2 separate regions of the Rattus norvegicus genome follow, and region 1 is linked to region 2. The links are chromatin contacts, called in public Hi-C maps. All regions are on one chromosome and are shown on one strand. The core of a region is the stretch at or near the end of the contact, and the rest is flanking DNA. Distances in the headings are between cores, read along the strand shown.

Region 1 (4,708 bases), core at 1,115-3,614, 81 kb before region 2:
AGACTAACTGGAAGTAGCTACAGATACTAGCAAAAGAGCATCCCATAGACAAGGGCCTCAGAACCACACGGATACTCAGAAGAGGTTTGAACAAAGGAGGAAGTCTAAACCAGGCTCAAGAACCTTCTACAAAGCACATCTTTAATCCCAGCACTTGGGAGGCAGAGGCAGGCAGGTCACTGGTTCAAAGCCAGCAGATGGAGATACAGTTAGTTAGTCAGATAGATAAGATGAATAGATAGATGAATAGATAGATAGATAGATAGATAGATAGATAGATAGATAGATACATACATACATACATACATACATACATGCATACATACATACATAATATCCATCTATACACACACCTGCAGAGAGTTCCAGAACAGCCAGAGTTACTTACACACCCTGTCTTGAAGAACCAAAAGAAAACAACAAAAAAACCTTCCACCTTATGTCTCAAAAACAACAAAAAACATCTCCAAGGAAGGCACGGCTGAATCTCGGAGAAACAGCCAGCAGGGTGTAGTGAGGAGAGCCCACAAAGTCACAGACCAGGGAGAACTCTCTCAGGCTCATTAAATCCTGATTTCTGGGAGTAAACAGGATACAGGGCAATCCATCATCACCAGGCCTGTCCCCAGATGTTCTAAGGTCATTAATGCTGACTGTGGACACCAGGGCAGTGATCACCAGTTCAGGTTCTATGGGGCTAATGTGTTTCCAGCTCCATGGTAACTCTGCTGAGAGCCAATCACAGTCAGCCTCACACAGGAGACACGTTAGCATTCTACATTTTGTTGAATGTGGTTAAGCACACTCAAGGGTTCAGGTCCCAGCTCTGCTTCTTTCTTCGGCCATTGCTCACCTCTGCCAAGTGGCAGTTTCTCCATTTGCAAAAAGTCAGGTGTGCTCACCTCCCTCAAGGATTCTTTCTCAAAAATAGGTGGGTTTTTTTTTTTTCTTCTTCTTCTTTCCTTTTTGGGAGGTATCAAGATCAACCCACACGACAGGCAACCACATCCCCAGGCTTTGAACTACATCCCTGGTCCTTTTTTTCATTTTTATTTTGAAAACAGGCTCTTGCTAAGTTGTCCGGGCTGGTCTTGAACAGACAGGGTGCCTTTAACCTGTAATCCTCCTGCCTCTCGGCTTCCTGAGTAGCTGAAATTACAGGCCGGTATCACCATGCTCAGAACGTCAACAAAATGTAAAGCTCTGACTTACTCTCTGCTTCATTGGAAGCTGTGTTTGAAAAACAGGTTCTTTGCCCTCCCAAGATTTGTGATCCGGGGCAGCAGGGATAACAACCACACACACACACACACATATATATATATATATATATATATATATATATATATATATATATGTATATGTATATGTATATGTATATGTATATATGTATGTATGTATGTATGTATGTATGTATGTATGTATGTATATCCAGAGAAGGTAATGGGGTTCCAAGGACTGAGGTAGGCTGGGGTGGGGGAGGCTGATTTAATCAAGCAGGAAGGCTGGACTTCTGGCTACATGCTCAAGCCAGAGTGAGGCACAGGGTGGTGCAAAGGGCAGTTCTAAGACCCATCCAAGCGCCTCGTGCTTGTCATGGCCTGGATCCCTGATTCAACACAGAAGAGCCAGGTGAGAACACAGCAGATGTGGTCACTGGGCCAGAACTGAAGAAACAGTGCCTGTAGGTCTACATGGGCTTGTGACCAGCAGTGGCTCCTGCTCCTTCAGTTGAGAGCCAAGATCTCTCCCATCTCCTTGTCCTTCATGTCAGGACCAAGGAAAAGAAACACTAGCTTGAAGTCATTTTCCTCCCCAGGCCTCTCTTGGACAGTCCAGCATCTGCAGATGAAACCTCCTGAGGCTTGATCTCAGTAATGCTCCATGGGGCTCCATTAGGTCAGCTCGGGGCCTGGGGTGGCTTTGCTGGTCAAGAGCCAGGTTTCAATGTTCCTACAGACACTCTCTGGTGAGGATGCAATTACTTTAAGAGGGGTTGAAATCTGGTGCAAGAAGATGGGGACTTTGTCCCTACCTGCTGTAATAGGGTTATGGGGACAAAAATGGGCCAGAAGAGATGGTTCAGTGGTTAAAAGCACTTGTTACTCTTCCAGAGATGTAGAAATCCCAGCACACACGTCAGGTACCTCACATCTGCCTGTAACTCCAGTTTCTGGGGATCTGATAGCCTTTCTTCTGGCCAAGCTGACACCAGCAGACAAAAAAACAAAAAAACCTTTGGCTTTCGTGCCAAGTCAGAGCTGTGGTGTCCTGGCTTTTAGCTGCAAGCAGACAATACCACTGCACCCTACTGCCTAAACACAGGGGTGCTAACTGGCACTGCCACTGGCTGCAGCCCAGGGAGCATTCCTGTGGCTCCATGACTTGTTTGCTTATTGATTAGGAAGAGGAGGCTGCCTCTCTACTTTCCCTTTCTGTGGATTTCCCCCAGGGAGAAGAGCCCAGGGAGGGTCTTGTTCTAAATTCCACACAGCTGAGTCCTCCACCCTAAACCTCTTCCCACAAGAGGCAGGCAGTCCTGAGTGCCGGTGTGCGGACCATCCTAGCCCTAGTTCTTAATGTAGCCATAACAGCTCTAAGGCCTCAGTCCCACTCGGGAACTAAAGCATGTTGACCAAAATGTCTATAATCTCGCTCTGGGATCTAATGTACAGTGTGCATACTGTCCTGGTGTGCTTTGAAAACTGCCCGGGCCTCCAACTAACTTAATACAGAGATGGGAAAGGAGTTGGTAGATCTTAAATCTTCCCCCAAGTGCCTGTAGAATCCAATATAAGCAAAAAAAAAAAAAAAAGTCATTGCCTCAGGCACAAGGTGCATTTTACAAACCACCCTGGGGGAAACATGACTCAGCAAAGGCTCAGAGATGTTAAAGGCCTCTTCCAAGGTCACACAGCATGAATGGCAGAGTAAGGCTCAAACTGGCCGACTGTAGAAGACCCAAAGGCCCACCTTCTTTACTCCCATACAGTCCTTCTGCACAGCCTGACCTTGTGGGTTCTGGGGATTTCCTTCACTCCCTTGTGGTAATGGAAAGTGAGAACACAGTCCTTCCATTTACTAACCCAGACAGCTGGGTTCTAAGGTGACAGGAGAACAGACACACATCGCTTCTTTGTACACTCTGTCAGGTGTCAATTTTGCACCCCGGATTGGGATTTGGCTTAGTTTTGAATGTCAACAGCAATGCCTTCTGGATGTGTGGGGGAGGGAGTGTTACCAGGTGGAACTGTAGCATATCTCACACGCCAGAGCCGACACAGCAGATGCTGAATGACGGTCGGTGAGTGAAATATCCTATCACCAGAGTATTGTCTAGCAACGGAAAGAAACAGAGGTGCCTTCTGCTTCATGGATGATCTGTCACACATACAAAAGACCACACAGGCCCCGTGCCATTCCGTTTGTCGTACTCAAATATCCCAGACCAAAAAGACAGGGCTTGAAGAAGGCAGGTGGCAAGGGGCAGATTTCTTAATATTTATTCATTTATTTATTCATTTTGTATTTATTCGTTTTGCTCTATGTGTGAATGTTTTAGCCTCATGTATGTCTGTGTACCAAATGGACGCTTAGTGATACAGAGGTCACAGAAAGGCATCAGACCCCTTAGAACTGGGGCTATAGATTGTAGTGAACCACCATGTGGGTGCTGGGAACAGAACTCGGTTCCTCTGCAAGAACAGCAAATGCTCTCAACTGCTGAGCTGCCTCTCCAGGCCCCGAAAATGCTCCAACGTTGATGGGGGATGGTTGCAAATTCTGTGCATATACCAAAGGCATTTGGTTCACATTTGAAATGGGTGTGATATGTGATAAGTGAATCAATACACACACCCACACACACACCCTTCTTTTTCTGAATTTGCCTATAACAAACAAAGGAAAAACCTGTAGGTACTGAAGAGATGGCTCAGTAGTTAAGAGTGCTTATTGCTCTTCACAGAACCCTATTGCAGCTCACAACCACCTGTAACTACAACTCTGAAGGACCACATGCCCTCTTCTGACATCTGAGGACTCATGCATTCATGTAGTATACACCCATACATGCATGCAGACACATATAAAAGTTGTATGTATGTATGTATGCTACCAGGAATGGCTACATTATGCTATAGCTACTTACAACTCCACAATAAATAGAAACACCATACTAATCAATGCATGTCTAGAGAACCATTTTCCTTTTGCAGTGTTTAGGGTAGCATTCAGGGCCTTGAGCATGTTAAGCCAGCACTGTGCCCTTGGGCTACATTCCCAGTCCTTCCAAAAGCATAAGTTAGTAATCCTTAACTACACTGAGCATTGGGCACTCACCCAAAAAGCTACTTACCTTATTTAATGACTACTAGAAAATTAAGAGAATGCTGGGTGCAGTGGCACAAACTTTGATCCCAGAACTCAGAAGGCAGAGGGGTTTGCAGAACTCTGAGCCCAGCCTAGTTTACATAGTGAGTTTAGGACAGCCAGGACTACATAACGGAGAGACACTGTCTCAGACAGAAAGCAGGCCCCGAGATGGCCTGGGACTGAGGCAAGGTGGGATATTAGGTAGACTCAAGGTGGGCTCATGAGTAATGCAAATCTAAAACTGGATCAGAGTGATGGGTGAGCCACTGAGTGCACCTATAAAAATTAACATGCAGTTACACTGGGCAAATTGTAAGGTGTGTAAATTACAACT
Region 2 (4,734 bases), core at 304-2,803:
TCTGGGGCCTTCCGTCAGCGATTTTCAGGCCCTTAGAATAAACACCATGACAAAAACGTGGGGGTGGGGTGGTTATTTGACTTACACTTTAGAGTCCAGCATGAAGGGAAGCCAGGGCAAGAACTCAAATAGGAACCTGAGGCGGGAACTCACGTAAAAACCACGGAGAAACGCTACTCGCTGGCTGGCTCCTCATGGCTTGTGCAATCCAGGACCACCTGCTCAGGAATGGCACCGCCCACAGTGGGCTGGGCCCACCCACATCCATCATTGATCTAGAAAATGTAGGTGGCTTATCATAGAGGAACATGGCTTTAATCCCAGCACTGGGAGGCAGAGGCAGGGGGATCTTTATGTTCCAGGCCAGCAAAGTCTACATTGTGAGTTCCAGGACAGTCAGGGCTACATAAAGAAACTGTGTCTCAAAAACCACACACAGAGACACAGAGACACAGAGACACGGAAACACACACACACACACACACACACACACACACACACACACTAATGACAATTAGGTAGAGAACAGTTGAAGAAACCCAACATTGACCCCTCTGGTCCACATCCCCAGCACACATGTGTACATACACACAAACACGTACATACACAAGAAAGAAAGGCTCTTTAGAGAGTTATCCAAAGATGGCATCTCCAAGAAGCTGACACTGGGCTGCGCCTAAGGAAGTAAGGGGCTGGCTTGCCAGGCAATATGCAAATGTAGGGGCCCTGAGTGAAGCAGGTTTGATTTGGAGGGAGGGAATCTCAGGATATCGCAGGAGCCTTTTCTGCCCTGCCCGCCCTCATAGCCTCAGAGCTTGGCTTACTAAGAGGGCAGTGGGGACAGGAATGACAGGGCAGGATTTCAGCATTCTTGACCCACCCATCCCCTTTCAGATTCCTACCCCATCCTGCAGCTTGCTGGGCTGAGACCATGATGAGGTTAAAGGAATGGGCAGGGCTCCTGGCCCACCTGGAATTGGAGAGGGCCTAAGAGCAGATAACAGCAATATTAACAGCAAATATGTCCTACAGAACCTTAGCCTCATGTCAGACCAGGTCCTCAGACACCATCTCGGAGGGCTCCCTTGGCCCTTTGGGAGAAGTCAGGCACACACACACACACACACACACACACACACACACACACACACCTGCCAAGACAAAGTCTGTATTTCTAACCCAGGTTCTGCCTTCTGAGAGGCTGCCATTCTGCCCTGGGGCCCTGAGAGAAGAATCTTGCTGTTCCTGTCTGCCAGGTTTGCAGCTGACACAGGCCCAGGCAGGCCCTGGCCTCCCCCTTGGTGACTGCATATGGCTCAGTGAAAGAATCAGGTTTTGCTGGCTCCAGAGCAGAGCTGAGTCAGGACTTTTCCCAGGGTTTCCAGGGCTGGGCCTGGCCCTTCACTCAGCACCTAGCCCAGACCCAGAGAAAGATGCCCAGCACTGGGCACCCTGGATCCCATTCCTTACTTCACTTGCTACCCACTCTGGTTCTTCCACTCCAGCCATACTGGCCTGCCCGCTGAACTCTGCCAGCCCCTTCTGCATTCAGCTTTCACTTTCTGTTTCTCTTACTGAGACACACACTTGGGAGCTCATTCCCTAAGTCTGTGCCCACACACTTCTCAGCAAGGCCTTCTCTGACTGCTAGAATGGAGTCCCCATTCCGGCCCCTCTCCTCTACCCCAGCTCTCTTCTCCGTAGTAAGCTCTACACGTTTAGCTTATATGAGACAGGTTCTCATGCAGCCTGGCTAGCTACATACTCTCTATATAGTATACAGACTAGGTTGGTCTTGAACACCTGATCCTCCTCCTCCCACCACCCAAGCACCAGGATTACAGGTCTATGCCACTGCACCAAGACTACACAATTTTTAACCAGAGACCCCGACATGTCAGAGTTTGGATTTTTAGCTGCTTGCCAAATTTCTTTTTCTCCATCACCAACAATGGTACCTGGCATAGAACAAGTTTGATCAGTAAGTAGTTGTTACGTGAATGAATACAAAGACCCTGAGATATAGAGCTTACATTCAAAGGGGCCCCCCAAAAAGGCTGGAAGGGCTGATGTAGAACCTAGAGTCCTATAGTCATATGGGCAGTCCTGCCTTACTGCAGGACCAGAGTAACATCTGAAGGCTAGTTTTGTCCCATGTGTGCCTGCATTTTGGCTCCAGCTGTAACCTCTAGCAGGGTGACACGTAACCCTGTAGGAGCCAGCCTTGGTTTGTTCTTGTTTGTCTGGCTGGTTGTTTGGTTTTGGGTTTTTGAGACAGTCTTTCTGTGTAGTTCTAGCTGTCCTGGAGCTAGCTACATAACCCAGGCTGGTCTAGAACTCAGAGATCTGCCTGTCTCTGCCCTCTGCTTCCTGGATGCCGAAGTATATTTACCGTCATGCCTGGCAGAGGTTTTAATCTTATGATAAAAGGGCTGCTGACTAGAGGTGCCTCGTTTGCTAGAACACTTGCCACTCATGACGCTTTAGGTCCAGTTACAGCATTTCATAAGGTAGGCATGGTGGTCCATTTCCTCTTAGGTTAGCATCTGAGCAGTAGAGACAGAACAGAGGTTGGAAGCTACAGAGTGAGTTCAGATTTGAACAACCTGGTACACATGAGACACCAGCCTCAAAGAAAACATAAAGGCCCATCCTTGGAGATCCAGGAGAACTGGATCTGAACCTGTCTCCCTTGTCACTCTATCTGGGTGTCTTCCCATAGATCAGGCTGGTCCAGAACTCTGAATTCTCCTGTCTCAGTTTGCCTCTTAAGTGCTGATTACAGGGATGCACGCTGGTGTGCCACCACGCCCAGCCCAGCACTTAAACTAACTCACCGTTTCCTTTTTTCTTTTTTTCAAAGATTTATTTTATTCTTATGAGTACACTGTAGCTGTCTTCAGACACACCAGAAGAGGGCATCGGATCCCATTACAGATGGTTGTGAGCCACCATGTGGTTGCTGGGATTTGAACTCAGGACCTCTGGAAGAGCAGTCAGTGCTCTTAACCACTGAACCATCTCTCCAGCCCTTGGCATTTGTTTTAAACTTATTAATTTTAATTATCATATAAGTACAGATGTTTTGCTAGCATGTATATTTGTTTACTGTATGCATGCCGGTGCCCATGCAAGACAAAAGAGGGTCTTGAATCCTCTGGAACTGGAGTTATCAATATTTGTGAGTCACCATGCTGGGCATTGAACTTGGGCCCTCTGCAAGAGCAACACATCATGCTCTTAACCACTGAGCTGTCCGTCTCTCTGGCTCTCAACTTCCTTTTTAAAAGGAAACCATAAAAAAACAAAAAAACAAAAAAAAAAAAACAAAAAAAAAAAACAAAAAAAACCCACCTCGTTGAGAGACCGTAAGCAACTCCAACTCTTTGGTAAAGGCCATAGCCCATCACACAGTCCAATAAATATGGACTGCAGGGGTCTCTTCAGCCATCATCCCCATCTAGGGTATATCATCAGAGAGCTCTTTTGTTCACTGATTCAACAAGTATTTGCCAAGCATAGGTTCTGTGCAGGCTGAACTGTCTTCACAAGCAGACTTCCGTGTAAGGTATGCCACCGCCAGTGGCCCTGTGGCATGTGCCCTTGCTTCCTGTGGCACCACCCCGTCAAGCCAGGCTGCAAATGCCAGCCCCAGCTGTGGTTTGGAGAATGGTGCCCTCTGCTGGGAGGGAGAGGAACGTTCCCTAGGGATAACCACAGCAATTGATCATTGGAGATGTCCCTTAGCAGTCTGGGAATTTCCGAGAATTCTTCCCATGGATGTTCACCTTCCACACAGACTCCGTGTGTAGGGATGTTAAGCAGGCCTCACACTCCCCTCTACCTCCTACACCAATCAGTCTTACACAGCCCTTCCAAGCCAGGCACCCTCTGAGCACTTTCCAGATGAAGATCTGCTTACTCACCCCATTTGCAAATGGGAAAAAAATGAGGCACAGAGAACCAAAGCGATTTGCCCAAGGCCTCATCCAGAAGTGCAGGATCTGAATCTGGCCTCTGAACCATGCTTCCTTAGAAAAAGTGCTGGGCGGGGGCTGGAGAGATGGCTCAGTGGTTAAGAGCACTGACTGCTCTTCCAGAGGTCCTGAGTTCGATTCCCAGCAACCACATGGTGGCTCACAACCATCTGTAATGAGATCTGATGCCCTCTTCTGGTGTGTCTGAAGGCAGCTACAGTGGACTTATATATAATAAATAAATAAATGTTTAAAAAAAAAAAAAGAAAAAGTGCTGGGAAGACCAGCAGTGGCACCTTATGCCTTTAATCCCAGCACTCTGGATGCAGAGGCCAACCTGGTCTACACAGTGAGTTCCAGGACAGCGAGGGCTACACAGAGAATCCCTCTCAAAACAAAACAACAAAAAGGAAAAGTTGGAGGTGGGAAGGAAGGCTCTGCCTGCAGTGTTTGGGGCAGGTAGCCCATGGAGTTCGCCAGTGAGCCAACTAGACACACGGGGTAGGCTGCTGGTGGGACTTTCCAGGGGGACTGCCCCAAGTATCAATGGTGGCCTGTCACCTAGCTGGCCTCACAGAGTCCCTGCCTTGACTGGACAGCCAGCCACAATCTTAATTCCTTTTTAGGCCATGGGATGACTGGGCATGCAGAATTACCTGCAACCTAATGGAGGGGGAAAACCCCACAAAACAATGCTAGGTGAGCGACAATGTAAAAAGGCCTGCTACCACGCTGGGAGGGCGCTGAGGATACAGGG

What was found. Hi-C and Micro-C count contacts between places; a contact is called where the count stands out from the background.
Region 1: a contact with region 2 is called in a Hi-C map of liver, with 3 times the contacts expected there. The contact joins two enhancer-like sites. A contact is called at or near these places in 10 of 12 Hi-C or Micro-C datasets (the A7r5 cell line, the Rat2 cell line, Schwann cells and 5 more).

The regions. Positions count from the first base shown.
Region 1 is chr19:51,440,052-51,444,759 of GRCr8, reverse strand. All of the region lies in intron 2 of Cdh1 (cadherin 1), which reads right to left. Among named protein-coding and RNA genes, the nearest start is that of Tango6, 37 kb to the left of the region's middle. Within about 2 kb of position 2,364, at least 6 of the 93 cell types and tissues checked have an H3K27ac peak or open chromatin away from gene starts, as enhancers often do. A contact at or near this core is called in liver, where this site is marked.
Region 2 is chr19:51,358,275-51,363,008 of GRCr8, reverse strand. No RefSeq gene overlaps it. Among named protein-coding and RNA genes, the nearest start is that of Cdh1, 42 kb to the left of the region's middle. Within about 2 kb of position 1,553, at least 14 of the 93 cell types and tissues checked have an H3K27ac peak or open chromatin away from gene starts, as enhancers often do. A contact at or near this core is called in liver, where this site is marked.